Regions from separate parts of the Hordeum vulgare genome. Here all the other regions are linked to region 2. A link is a contact called in public Hi-C data. All regions are on one chromosome and are shown on one strand. Each heading gives the region's core, a stretch centred on a gene start, on an enhancer-like site or on the middle of the called end of the contact. The rest is flanking DNA. Distances are from core to core; before and after follow the strand shown.

What was found. A called contact is a pair of places that touch in the nucleus more often than the background predicts.
Region 1: a contact with region 2 is called in a Hi-C map of seedling, with 4 times the contacts expected there. The contact joins the promoter of LOC123411474 here to the promoter of LOC123408728 in region 2. A contact is called at or near these places in 3 of 6 Hi-C or Micro-C datasets (leaf and seedling).
Region 3: a Hi-C map of seedling shows a contact between it and region 2, with 3 times the contacts expected there. The contact joins the promoter of LOC123408538 here to the promoter of LOC123408728 in region 2. A contact is called at or near these places in 1 of 6 Hi-C or Micro-C datasets (seedling) and 1 of 1 datasets of contacts at active chromatin or transcription factors (embryo).

Annotation. Positions count from the first base shown.
Region 1 is chr7H:417,618,565-417,622,583 of MorexV3_pseudomolecules_assembly, reverse strand. LOC123411474 reads right to left here and starts at 1,668. Exons shown (of 3, transcript XM_045104423.1): 1 at 758-1,668; 2 at 533-670. The coding sequence starts at 1,435.
Region 2 is chr7H:416,945,293-416,949,624 of MorexV3_pseudomolecules_assembly, reverse strand. LOC123408728 (protein STICHEL-like 2) reads left to right here and starts at 2,181. Exons shown (of 6, transcript XM_045101780.1): 1 at 2,181-2,335; 2 at 2,959-4,151; 3 at 4,258-4,332. The coding sequence starts at 3,024.
Region 3 is chr7H:416,116,237-416,120,419 of MorexV3_pseudomolecules_assembly, reverse strand. LOC123408538 reads left to right here and starts at 1,349. Exons shown (of 2, transcript XM_045101624.1): 1 at 1,349-1,915; 2 at 2,457-2,904. The coding sequence starts at 1,446. The coding sequence ends at 2,574.

The DNA.
Region 1 (4,019 bases), core at 419-2,918, 670 kb before region 2:
GTAACAGACTAGTCCCTGTGATGCATTAGTAGTCTGCACACCCAAAATATCAAATGCACAAGCCAGAACCACCAGGAGTACTGTCTCGTGTTTGCCGGAAATTAGGTACAAGAGCAGAAAGATACTTAAGGCGCAGTGTTCGATTCATTCCAAGTGATGTGTGAATTCTTGGTAATCGTCAAATGAAGAAGGTCAGCGCGGGACCATAATTTCGAGGTTATCTTTACATAGCCATGTGGAGAGCTTCAGTTCTGTATGATAAGTTCATTCAATTGTTGCTGGGACCAGAAGCTGGATCTCTAATCCACGATCTACACCCAGATTCCCGGAGGTATAGAATCTGATCAACCTCTATCCCAGATTCCCATCAACGCCATTTAGCAGTTCAGATCATTACTGATGCAGTATGTACCCACACATATTGCTAGATCACAGACACGATAAGGAAACTGCAACAGGTTCAGATACGGCAGAACGCGATGCGAAGAATTACCTTCAAGCGCGGCCGCTTGACGGCATTGAGCCGGCGTACCTCGTACCGGATCCGCTTCGAGAACAGCCGGGCATGTCGCTTCTCCTTATACCGCCTCACCCGCTCCGCCCTCCCGGACACCTCCGGCGAGCTCCACGTCGCCGCCTGCCGCGGCGGCGCCACATCCACGAACACCTCCTGCAACGCAACGAGACTCCGTGTCAGGATTCACGAGCGCGCATCGTCCCCCCGAGTCCGAGAAGATAAAGGGGGTCTTAGGCTTACAGAACCAAGCTCCAGCTTGGGCGTCACGTGGCCCGCCGCGCCGTCGATGTAGAGGGACCCGCGGCCCGCCCAGGCGGCCAGGATCTCGTCGTAGTCCAGCTTGAGCAGCGGCGACCGCGCGGAGGCGGCGCCCGTGCTCGCGGCCGAGGAGCACGAGGATGACGTGGTGGTCGTCGCGGTGGCCGCGCTAGGCGAAGAGGAGCTGCTCCTGCAGTACACCCACCGCTCCCTCCCCCGGAGCGCGCGCCGCGCAAGGTCCTCCTCCCCGCCAGCAGTCCCCGCGGAGGCGTCCGGGGAGGGGGTGCACGAGGGCGAATCCCCTTCGCCGCCGCCGGAAAAGGAGGAGGAGGACAGGCCGAGGATGTCAGTGAGCGACGGCGCCGCCGCGAAGAGAGTCGACGGCGCCTCAGGATGCAGCGCGAACGGCTCGAGCTGCTGCTGCTGCTGCTGCTGCTGCTCGTGCCCGCATCCATCCTCCACCGCCTCCTCCGTGGACGGCGACGCCAAAGCCGAGGGTGGCGGCAAGGAATCCTCCGCCGACAGAGATTCGGCAGGCTTGTCGACCTCCACCGCCTTGGCGAGGTGGCGGCTGAGGCTGAGGTACTTGGTCTTCTTCTTCTTCTTCACCTTGGCCCGGCGCGACCCTCGCCGCCGGCCGCCGCCGCCGCCGCTAGCCATGGCCTCGGAAATACTTCACTACAACCTCAAGGTGCTCCCTGCAAAATGGGCGACAAGCATGGGAACATGAGCACGGGAGAAGCTATTTGGAGGGAAAGCGAGGGGATCTCCCGCGGCCGCGAGCAGGGTGGCGCGGGGCCAGCAAAGGCGAGGCGCTTTTTCCATGATCCTGCGCGGACGTGGCCAAGTTTTACTGACATGGCGACGCCCCATTGGCTGGCCGGATTGCGGTGCTCGGGGTCCTACGGGATCTGGTAGGGTGGGGTTTTAACGGCTTCACGGAGGTTTTGTGATGGGGTGGGCGTTCACATCGTCGCCGTTGCGACTTTAACGCCGGTGCTACGTCTTGACCTTAATCTCGAAACACGTTTTCGTCCCGCTTTATAGATAAAGCACATAGTCCAGCATCTAAACAATACAAACCAACAAAGTGCAAACGTAGGAAATGCTGGGGCACCAGCACATTCCTGCCCAAGAAAGGAAAAGAAACCAAAAATGCCAACGGAGGGGCGGCTAAGGTGCACCCATGGAGCGGCGAGCCGCCGGGCAGCTGCCATCAGCGCATCCAGGTATCGCTGAAGCCTGCCGCGGTCTTGGGTCCTAACGAGCGGATGTCAAAGCTGTAAAAAGGCAAGGAATTTGAAGAACGAGTCAAAAGCACGTCGCTGAAAGATCCTTTCAATCACCATTTTGTTGCGAGTAGTCCAAAGGGTCCACATCATAGCTGCGAATAGCAGCCAGAACAGTCGGCGCTTACGGCCGACCTGGGTGGCCCGTACCTGCAGGAAATCTGCAAGGTCCGAGGCCACCCATTCCGGTCCGAGGGCCTCGCGAACAAAGCACCAAAGGGCCTGTGCCGCGACGCGGGAGAACAAAATGTGAGCGCCGGTCTCCGGGACATGGCACAACGGACAAATGCCGTTACCCGGACCATGGCGTTTCAACACCTCCGTCCCTGAAGGCAGACGATCTCGAAGAAGCTGCCAAACGAAAATCTTGATCTTCAGGGGCAACGGTGCCTTCCAAAGTGGGGATATCCACGGAAGGACAGGCATCCTACACAAAGCCAAATAGGCCGAACTAACGGAGAATTCTCCTGAGGGAGAAAGACTCCAGGAAACACTATCTCTGGACGACAAGGCAGGGAGGGGAACCACCGCCTGCAGGAGTTCCTAGTCCTCGACCTTAGCTGGGCCGAGGGGACGGCGGAACGCAACCTGCCATCCGTCCTCCACAGCAGACGCAGAGACAAGGACGGTAGGGTCGTCGCAAATAGCAAGAGCCTCGGGAAGCGCGAGCGTAAGGGTTCGCCATCCATCCAGGGGTCTAGCCAAAACTGGGTCTCTGCCCCATTACCCACCGAGATCCGCAGACCCAGTCTAATGTCGTTCTTGATGCCCTGAATGGATTTCCAGAACTGCGACCCAGACGCGAGCGAGCAGGCCAAGAGGGGCCTGCCCTGCAGGTACTTAGCCTCAATCAGTTGAAGCCACAGCCCCCCGTCTCCCTGCAGGATCCGCCACACCCAGCGAAGCATGAGAGAACCGTTCATGCGGCAGGAAGCTGGAATGCCCAAGCCTCCTCGGTCCTTTGGCAGGCAAATATCAGCCCATTTTACCATGTGGTATTTGGGTCTACCATCCCCTGCCTGCCAGAAGAACCTAGCCAACTCCTTATCAAAGGCGCTGTGCACCCCTTCGAGCAGAATATACATCCCCATCAAATACACGGGGAGACTCGCAAGGTTAGAGCTAATGAGGACAAACTTGCTTCCTTTAGATGTGAACCTGCCACACCAGGGCTCCGCACGGGACGTTACTCGTCCCACAAGCGGATCAAACCCATTGACCAAAATTCTGGACTTGGCAAGAGGCATCCCCAAATAAGAGATGGGGAGGACAGCCAGTTTGCAGTTAAGGTTGTCTGCGATCCTGTGCTGCTTAGCCTCGGAGTATCCCAGGACCACCACCTCACTCTTATCAAAGTTAATCTTAAGTCCAGACATTTCCTCAAAGCAGAGTAAAAGGAACTTAAGATTAGCAATGTCCGAGTCGGAGCCTGTGACCATGATCATGGTGTCATCCGCATATTGGAGGTGAGATACACCACCACCCGAGATGAGGTGACCAACCACCCCCTGAATATGCCCGGCGAGCTTTGCCTTATCCAGGATGCCGGCGAGGGCGTCGACAGCGAGATTAAAAAGCAGGGGGGAAACAGGGTCACCTTGTTTGACCCCCCTGGAAGCCTGGAAAAAGGGGCCCACTTCCCCATTAACATTGATCGTTGTGCTACCGGATCTAACCAGCTGCATGATCCAGGAGCACAACCTCTAGTCAAATCCGCGATGTTGCATCACCATCCTCAAAAAGGACCAGTCCAGGCGGTCATACGCCTTCTGGAAGTCCAATTTGAGGAAGACCCCCTTGAGTCCCTTGGACGCCACCTCGTGGACAATCTCATGGAGGGCAAGAATCCCATCATGAATCCGCCTGCCCTTCAGGAATGCGGACTAGAGAGGGTGAGCAATCCGTGCGGCCACAGTGGACAGGCGAGTGGTGCATACTTTAGCAAAAAGACGCGC
Region 2 (4,332 bases), core at 932-3,431:
GACCTTTGCCACATTAGCCGATCAACGGAAGGAGGGAATGAAAGCGGGCCCGTGTCAGACGCCGGGATGTGTGGCGTCTCCTAGGCAACCCAAACGCCACGATGGATGACATCACGTAAAGAGATTATATTTGAGTTTATTTTTAAACTAGGATCGAATCTGTAATTATTTTAGGCTTTAGGTTAGAACAGAAAAAAATTGGCCTCGCATGTTCAAGTGGTCCATGTGAATCCGAACCTCAAGTCTACCCCCTCCATAAATTTCTCCCCAGGGGTTCAGAACTAGGGAAAGGACTCCATTGATGATGGGGCGTTTACGCCCTGACAAAATCTTCGTCTGCTGCCTCCATGGAGATCTTCAACTGTAGCAGCAAATATTACCATACACTGACCAGTGTCCAGTCAATGCTGTTCAGTAAAGAGGGGTTCTCCTCCGTCTCAAGGAAAGCTTGATTTTACGCTTGCCATTTGCCGTCTCGTGGACAGATGGATGCAACACTTCTTCTTGCCCTGTCTGCTCCAACAGTCACACAGCGCACCACATAGCCACCTTCTCTCTGTACAGCGGACTTCCACAGCTCGTGCATGTGCATCTTTTTCACAAACAAGATAGTAGAGGAAAATGAGAGAGAGATGGCATGGAGCATGGAGTATGGAAGAACGATATAGGATTCTTTTCCAGCTTTTGCTGCCATATGTCTGTAGCGGAATTGCACGCATGGGATTCCATTCCAGCCCATTCCAGCAATTCTCACTGTAGAGGCTCTGCACTTTGTCGTCTATATTGCATTAGTAGTAGTATATGATCATACTTTGTCATGCTGATTCATATTATACGTAGCTCAATACTGAAACCTTAGGTTAGTATCATCAAATATTGTTCCCAGACCATGCTAGGTTTTACGGAAGCTAAACGAAAGGGTCAAACCAAACAGTGGGACCTTTTCACGGCAAGCTATACTGTCGCCGTTAGGCCCTTAGGCTCTTGTTTTTAATCACAGGAACGTACCGTACTGATCTAGTATGATTAAGAACACAGGCCGGCATAACCTCATATATTTTCAATGAAAAACATATAAGCATGCGGAACTGTCTGATTTGGGAATGCTTATCTTGGAGTAGATTCGGACATGATGATGCGATCATATCTTAATGGGTGGGCTAATCTCATGATTAAAGCCACATTTGTTTCAGCAGCGCAGTGAGCAGAGGAGTCGAGACTAGTTAGCTCATCATCAACGCCCTGCCATTGCCTAATCACTAGCAGTAGTAATGAAATGGTGATTAGAAAACGAGTAAACACGTCGTCGTACCCAACTAACCTTGGTCCCCCCTGTGTCGTATCCCCGTCAAAAGAAGAGAGATAAATAATACTACGACGAACATGTGCTGTGGAGAAAAAAGAAGGTCCCGGACATCCATCCTCCTAGCCTGGCACAAGAAACAAACTCTGACGATGCTGCATACAAAACAGAAACAGTTGAACGTTGTCAAAAAAAAAAAAAAACAGAAACAGTAGGAGCATCACAATTCCGTAACATGGGCATGCTCCAAATCAGATGATAAACAAATCTCCTCCAATTATAATTCCGTCTTATAAATAGAAGAGTTTTAAAAAACCCGTCTTATAAAAGGCAATTAGTAGCGTTTGGAACACACACGGGTTTTTCCACTATTTAAACGCATGATGTGAATTTACGGAGGAAGGGGGGAAAATGAGGCCATGCCAGGAAAGCCAAATTTTGCTTTTGGGCGAAACAGAGTTATTTTGCAGTAAAGGACGAAGAGAGGACGAGCAGAGCGGTGGGGTCACGAGCCCCCGCCCCCGGCATCAGCAACAGTAAATCCCACGCCACCCCCTCCCCGCAACATCTCTCACGCTCCGTTACGATTCGGCCGGCCGTGACGGAGCCGTGCGATCCTCTCGCCAAAAGACGAGCATACCCCTTCTTTTCACAGGTATCTACGGCCGTAGAGCCACCGACGGGCGATGGCAGGCGGCCCGAGGCGCGGCCGGCCTCCGATTTCCTCTACTCAAGTCTCCGCCCAGGCCTCTCGCGGTGTTAACCATCCGTCGACTTCGGACGTATTTACGCGCTCTGCCACTGCGCTGCCCCTCGTCTTCTTCTTGCTCCTGCGGCCCTAGCTCCCTTCCCTCCCCCTCGCTCGCGTTATTAATGCGGCGGTGGTGGCGGTGGTGCTAAATACCGGGAGCGGGCTGGAGCGCAGCGGTCGGGTGTGGCGGTGACGGTGCCTAAAGGCTGTGCCGGTTTTCGTCTCCTCCTCCTCCTCGTCGGCGGCGGCGGTGGACGGCTTCGGGGTGGCAGGGGCGTAGGGTAAGCATTCTTTCGGTTCGAATCCCCACCTTTCCTCTTCTGTTCCTGCTCTTCTGGTTATTCGGTTCGCGTGTCGCCGAGATGCTCTCATCTTTCGTTTTACTATTTTCCTTCTTTGAGGTGGTGCATTCCTCTACGGGGAATTGCGCTCCCCTCTCTTTTTTTTAATCCCCCCGCTCCCAGGTTTTTTTCTTCCAACAACCTCAATTCCCAGGTTGTTTTTTCTCTCCTCTTGTTTTTTCTTCTTAGATGCATTCTGCATTCACGATTTGCTCAAAACCACCGGTGCAGCAAGATTGATTTGCTCAATCACTGGTGCAGCAAGATTGATTTGCTCAAACCCGTACGCCCAATTTCTATCCTTTTTTGCTCCCAAAGATTGATTGTCTGCGCGGTAAATGCTGTTTAGGGTAAATCGCAGCGGGAGGGAGTTTGTTTCCTAAAAAATCGCAGTACATGGCCTGCATTTCCAGTTACCAACAATCTAAAAATAGATGGAAATTTTAGATGGGGGAATCTGCTTCATGTTTCAAAATTTTGTGTTACTAGTTTGCAGACGTGCAGTGCATGTGCTTTCCTTGTCATAAATCAAAATTGTTCCTGAACACTCGTCCGCATTGCAGGATTCAGCAGTCTGCAGTCTTCAGTCGTAGAATCAGCGTGTGGAGTTGGTTGGAAGCTTTGCAAGATGATTGAGGGGAGGAGGCATTCGGTTGACATCCCGATTTCGAGGGCTCTAGTCGCCGTCATGAGGTCCAGATCTCTGAGGGACCCAGACACCAACTCGCTGGCCAAGTACTCGGCTAAGAAGACCATATGGGAAGGGTGTTCCCTCGAGGAAGATGACGTCGAGGCAAGCAATTATGGCAGGCACAGCTTCAGCTACAACATGTATGATCATGTTCAGAGGAGGAGGGAGGAGTTTGGCGGCCGCCTAGCCAACTCGCCGATCAACATAATCAAGGCCAACGCGAGGGTGAAGGCGGCGCTTCATAACCAGAACTGCTGCTCTGCGATCTCCGGGATGTCGAGGGCGGCCAAGGACAGGGCTTTCTCTCTGGTGATCGAAGGGGAAGAGCTCGGTCGGAGTGAGCCCCAGGAAGGCGCGAGAAGCTTGCTCCAGAAGTACCGGCCGAAGTCTTTCTCTGAGCTGGCTGGACAGAATGTTGTTGCACAGTCTCTTTCAAATGCTGTTTCTCAAGGAAAACTTGCTCCAATCTATCTCCTCCATGGTCAGCACGGCATTGGCAAGACATCCGCGGCTAGAGTATTCGCAGCGGCGCTGAATTGCCTCTCTCCAGGTGGGAACCAACCTTGTGGGCACTGCGAGGAATGCGTGGTCATATTCTCAGGAAACAGCAGCAGTGTGGTTGAGGTTGATGCTTCCAAACTGGATTGCAAATCTAGGGTTGCTGTCTTGCTCAGGAATGCCTGTGAAGTTCCTGCTTCTTCGCACTTCAAGGTACTTATTGTAGATGATTGCCAACATATGGATAAGGAGGGATGGTACTCCATCTACAGCAGCCTTGAAGGGATCCCTGCGAGCTCAATATTTGTCATGATAACGTCCGACATCGATAAACTACCAAACAACTCTGCTGGATGGTGCCAGAGCTATAGGTTTTGCAAGATAGACGACACAGAGATTGTCCACCGGTTGAGCCAGATCTGCACAAAAGAAGGTATGGAGTTTGAAGTCGAAGCGCTGGAGCTTCTTGCTCGCAAGGCCAGTGGTTCCATTCGGGATGCAGTCCAAATGCTTGACCAACTAACTCTGCTAGGAAAAAGAATCAGCAAATCAGTAACATATGACTTGGTAAGTTGATTTACTCAAGCTTTCTAACTTTATATATATCATCAGAAAATATGTTATCCTTTTTTCCTTCTTAGAACCTGTAAATAACCCCTAGTTATTTTGGCAGATAGGTGATGTCTCAGATGAAGAGTTGCTTGATCTTCTTAATCTGTCGATGTCATCAGATGCTGCTACCATTGTC
Region 3 (4,183 bases), core at 100-2,599, 830 kb after region 2:
GTTGCACGCTAGTTAGATGCTCGCCCAATGGTTGGACAAGGCCTTGTCGCCGCGCTCCATGTGTATGCCGGCGAACTCGGGGTCGACCAACTTGCGCTCGTCGAACGCCGTCTTGATCTTTCTCGAGTACGTATCGGTGGTCTGGTTCGCACCGGTAATTGGGTCGATGCTGATAGTCTTCCATGCTTCGGCGAGGCACTCGTCTTCCTTCGCCGTCCACTTGACGCGAGTCTCAGTCGTCTTCCTGTTGGTCGCTCGTTTCTTCTTCTTTCTCCCCTTGCTCCTCGCCGGCTCCAGCTCTGTCGGTTCTTCCTCCTCCACCACGTCCTCCTCATCCATGTCGTCGCCGATTTCCAGCGGTTCCTCTTGTGTGCTGAACCAGGGGCACGAAGCGGCGGCTGTTGAGCCGTTGTTGATGATCTCCTTCATCTCGGCGTCGCCATTGCTGAATTGTGGCATTGAACCCGGCGCGAAAGGCAGGGGGCACGGCACAGACCCGTCGTAGACGAACCGAGTACGTCGACGAGTAGCCGTACTGGGTGTTGTGGCTGGCGGTGAACACGGAAGGCGTGCGCGGGAAGGTGGTGTTGGTGTTGAAGCCGCTGAGAGCATCGTCGTCGACATATTCTGGCTTGGAGGGCGCGTAGCCCCACACCGACGATGGGAAGTTGGCCGGTGATGCGACGCTCTGCTGGCTACCTCACGCGCCTTGTGGAAACGAGCTCTCCTATTGACGCGGAAAGATCGGGCGCTCGATCGCCATGGTCGAGCGAGGCGTCGCCTCCTGCTCCGCTGCTGCATCCCTGAATTTCTTCATGATGAGACTATTCCGCCGATAGGTGGTCACCGCCGCCCTCCGATCAACGTCGATCTTCCACCGCGCGTTTGTCAAGCCTGCGGGCCTTGGCATCGGCGTCCTCGCCTTTGGTGTGGCGGGTTCGATGGCTTGGCAAGGGGCGGCGTACTTCTTCGACAGCACTGCGGGAGAGAAGATGGAGAGAATGGAGGGAACGAGGAGGGGGGATGTGGATGATGGGAAGGGAAAGGGAGGGAAAAGGCACAAACGCCGGGAAAATCGACGAGTGTCGCCGATAGTGCGGCCCCACGCAACTTTTTGCTTCAGTCGGCGCCCACACGCGCCCCCAGCGTGCTGGATTCGGCCTGGGTCCATCGGCGTCAATTTCGATCCAAACCAACGAAAAACAAGGTCCTAAAAATGCGACTTGGCTTTTTTTTTTTAACGTCGACGATAAAAAAAAAGACCTAGGGGCTATTGGTCGGTGGAGATGCTCTAAGCCCAATTCTAGTTGTTCTAAAAGAAAAGCGCCCAAATGTAAGCCCAACTATAGTACAAGTAGGTTTTCTACTTTCTCGACCCGGCCGAAACCCCAAAGCCCACCACCCTGTTCCCGTCCGTCGCCGGCGCGCACCACCTGTCTACCACCATGCCAACCACGGCCGCCGCACGATCCTTCTTCTCACCGCCAGCACCACATGCTCTCCTCCACGCGGGATCACGGACCACGGTCGCCTCCTTCCCGCGTGGATCGCCTCCTACCGTCGCTCTCTCCCTCTCGATCTCCGCCTCGGCCCCCTCCTCGCCGTGGGCGCCGGCGGCCAACCCCAAATACCACAACGCGAAGGTGGACGCGGGAGACGAGTACGTGGACGGGGGCGATCTGCTGCGGCAGTTCACGCGGGAGGTGGGGCGGGCCGGCGTCATGCACGAGGTCAGGCGGCGGCGGTGGCACGAGGATGCGCGGGACAAGCGCAAGCGAAAGTCCCGCGACGCCGCATGGAGGCTCAGCCGCAGGTGCGCCCCTGCTCGATCCATCCACCTGTTGCTTAATCCCGTGACCCGCCTTTGGGCCTCCCCCCTCCCCGGGTTCATCTTCATCCGCTCTCACTATAAATGGTTGCTCCATTGTCCTGTCCATTTTAAGTGCTACAGATCACATGATTAGTGATTAATGCTGTACAATTATGTGTCTTCCATGTTAGCAACCATCCACATATGAACTCGACGTGACATCGAAATTAAGCAGCAAACTCATGCCACATCAGACCACCGTACATATATATTTCAGGGTAGCGATTGAACCAATCACTGTAGCTGTATTATGTACCACAAACTATTAGTTCTGAATGGAAGTGATCATGAAATTTATGTTCAGCTGTGTATCTGTGCACATTATTTGGATCCCTCAAGTGTTTATCATGAATTCAGGTTAATAGTGTGCATTTACAGTACATAGAAACGAAACCTGTACTAGATTCCAAGTCGATTATTCGTTGAAGAATCGTGTAGCAGAGTTTAAACTAGACTTTGTAGTGTGCAAGGGGCCTGTCAGCGGTTGTAAAGTACACGATTGTACATAGTGATCCCTCGAGTTCATTTCGACTTTACCATTTTTCTTCTTGATTGCTTAATTGGTGCTAATAGTTTTGTCTGGCAGGCGCTTCAAGGGTCCATATCCATTTGACGATGAGCAGGAGTCGAAGGAGGGTACCACGGACGATGATGGGCGTGACAACTGGGAGCTTCCTGGAGGAGAGTTTCCTTCTTTCAGATGAACCAAGAAGCTACATTCATCCATGTTTTGTCTGACAAAGAATTCTGACCATGCAACTTCAGTTATACTGTATTTCTGTAGTTGGAGGAGGACTTAACTTATTTTGTGGGGATCCATAATTCATTTAGGAGGAGGGAAGACTTGGATAGGTAGGCTGAACACGCATCTTCGGCATCGAAAACTCTGATGAATGTTATGTGCGATCTCTCTGGTGTGTAATTCGTATAGAATTGCCAGTTTGCTGTAATGGCTCAACGCCATGTGCCTTCCATTGGAATTGAAATTGATAGTTTTCTGTTCCAAAGACTTTATCTAGTGATCTTTTCATCCATTTCTATTTTGAGAGCTGCAGTGTGCAACTTTATTTTTATGTTATTTTTGGTTACGGGAAGCTGCAATGTGCAGCTTGGAGGAAGCACACGGGGCTGATTTATAGTGGGCCCATAATAGGCCAAATTCCCCTGCAACTACAAGTAGACAGAGTTCATTTTCCCCTCTTCTTTGTGTATGAATGAATTCATTGGTGGTACAAATTGGCAGTTCCATATCCTGATAAATGATCTAAACTCGGTAACTTATGGCTATATTTTGCAGTGGTTCCAAAATCCGGAACTTTTCCCCATTTTCTTCAAAAGCAAGATGCATGATCATTTAAACCAATTGGTACATGCTAAACTGATCGAGTGGGTCAACACTTATTTTTCCGACAAGAGAATTGACCAGTTTACAAGGAAAACTGGCTGAAAACCGAGAGTAGGTGAACACTTAGATGCAGCCAAGACGGACTAGTGACAGTTGGTATCGGCTTCGGTGTCGGCAAAGTTACAGCTGATGCTTTTCAACTCGCTCTTTCAAAAGGAAAAAAAAAGGTAAGGAATGATTCCACGTTTTAAAGCGTGCTGGTTATGATAAGTAAGAACAAAAAAAGGACATAAACGACGAATGGAGATGAGACATTTCGTTTTGCCACGCGGGTTTTTGGTATTATTAGGCGTATGATTGGGGATGCCCTTCTTCTGCTGCTTCGTCTCGTGGCCATTCGTCGAGTTGGCGACCGTGCCGTGCATGCGGCTGGGGCTTACTTGCAGAACGGTCGAATGCTCCAGCACAGCGGCGGAAGATTGCTTCTGGAGTTTTGCGTCAGCAAAGAGCAGACAGCAGCTCCGCGTCCGACTGAACGCCTAACATCAGGCCCACCCACTGCACCTGTATTTGAGTTTGTTTTTTTCAAGTCTCATTTCTTTTATTTGGTATTCAGAAGGCTGGCAAAGTGAAGAAATGAAGACAAAACAATGGGAGACACATCCGCTCTGTACATAACATGGTTTGTCAGCTGCTCAGAGCTTCAAGCCACGGGAGAAAAAGAAAGCCATGGCAAAAAAAAAAAAAAAAAGCTTCTGGTGAGGACATAAATGAATATCTGAATTTCAAATTTGTCAAGTACTCCCTCCCTCTGTAAACTAATATAAAATCTTTTAGATGAGTACAAGAATCGAATGGATTTGAGTTAAATCGCCCATCTAACTGTCTCCCAGCAGTGAACCCCATGTGAGCCGTTGCATTCTGCCTTGTGTCATCAGTAGCAACAGTTTCTGTGCGCTTGTACAGGC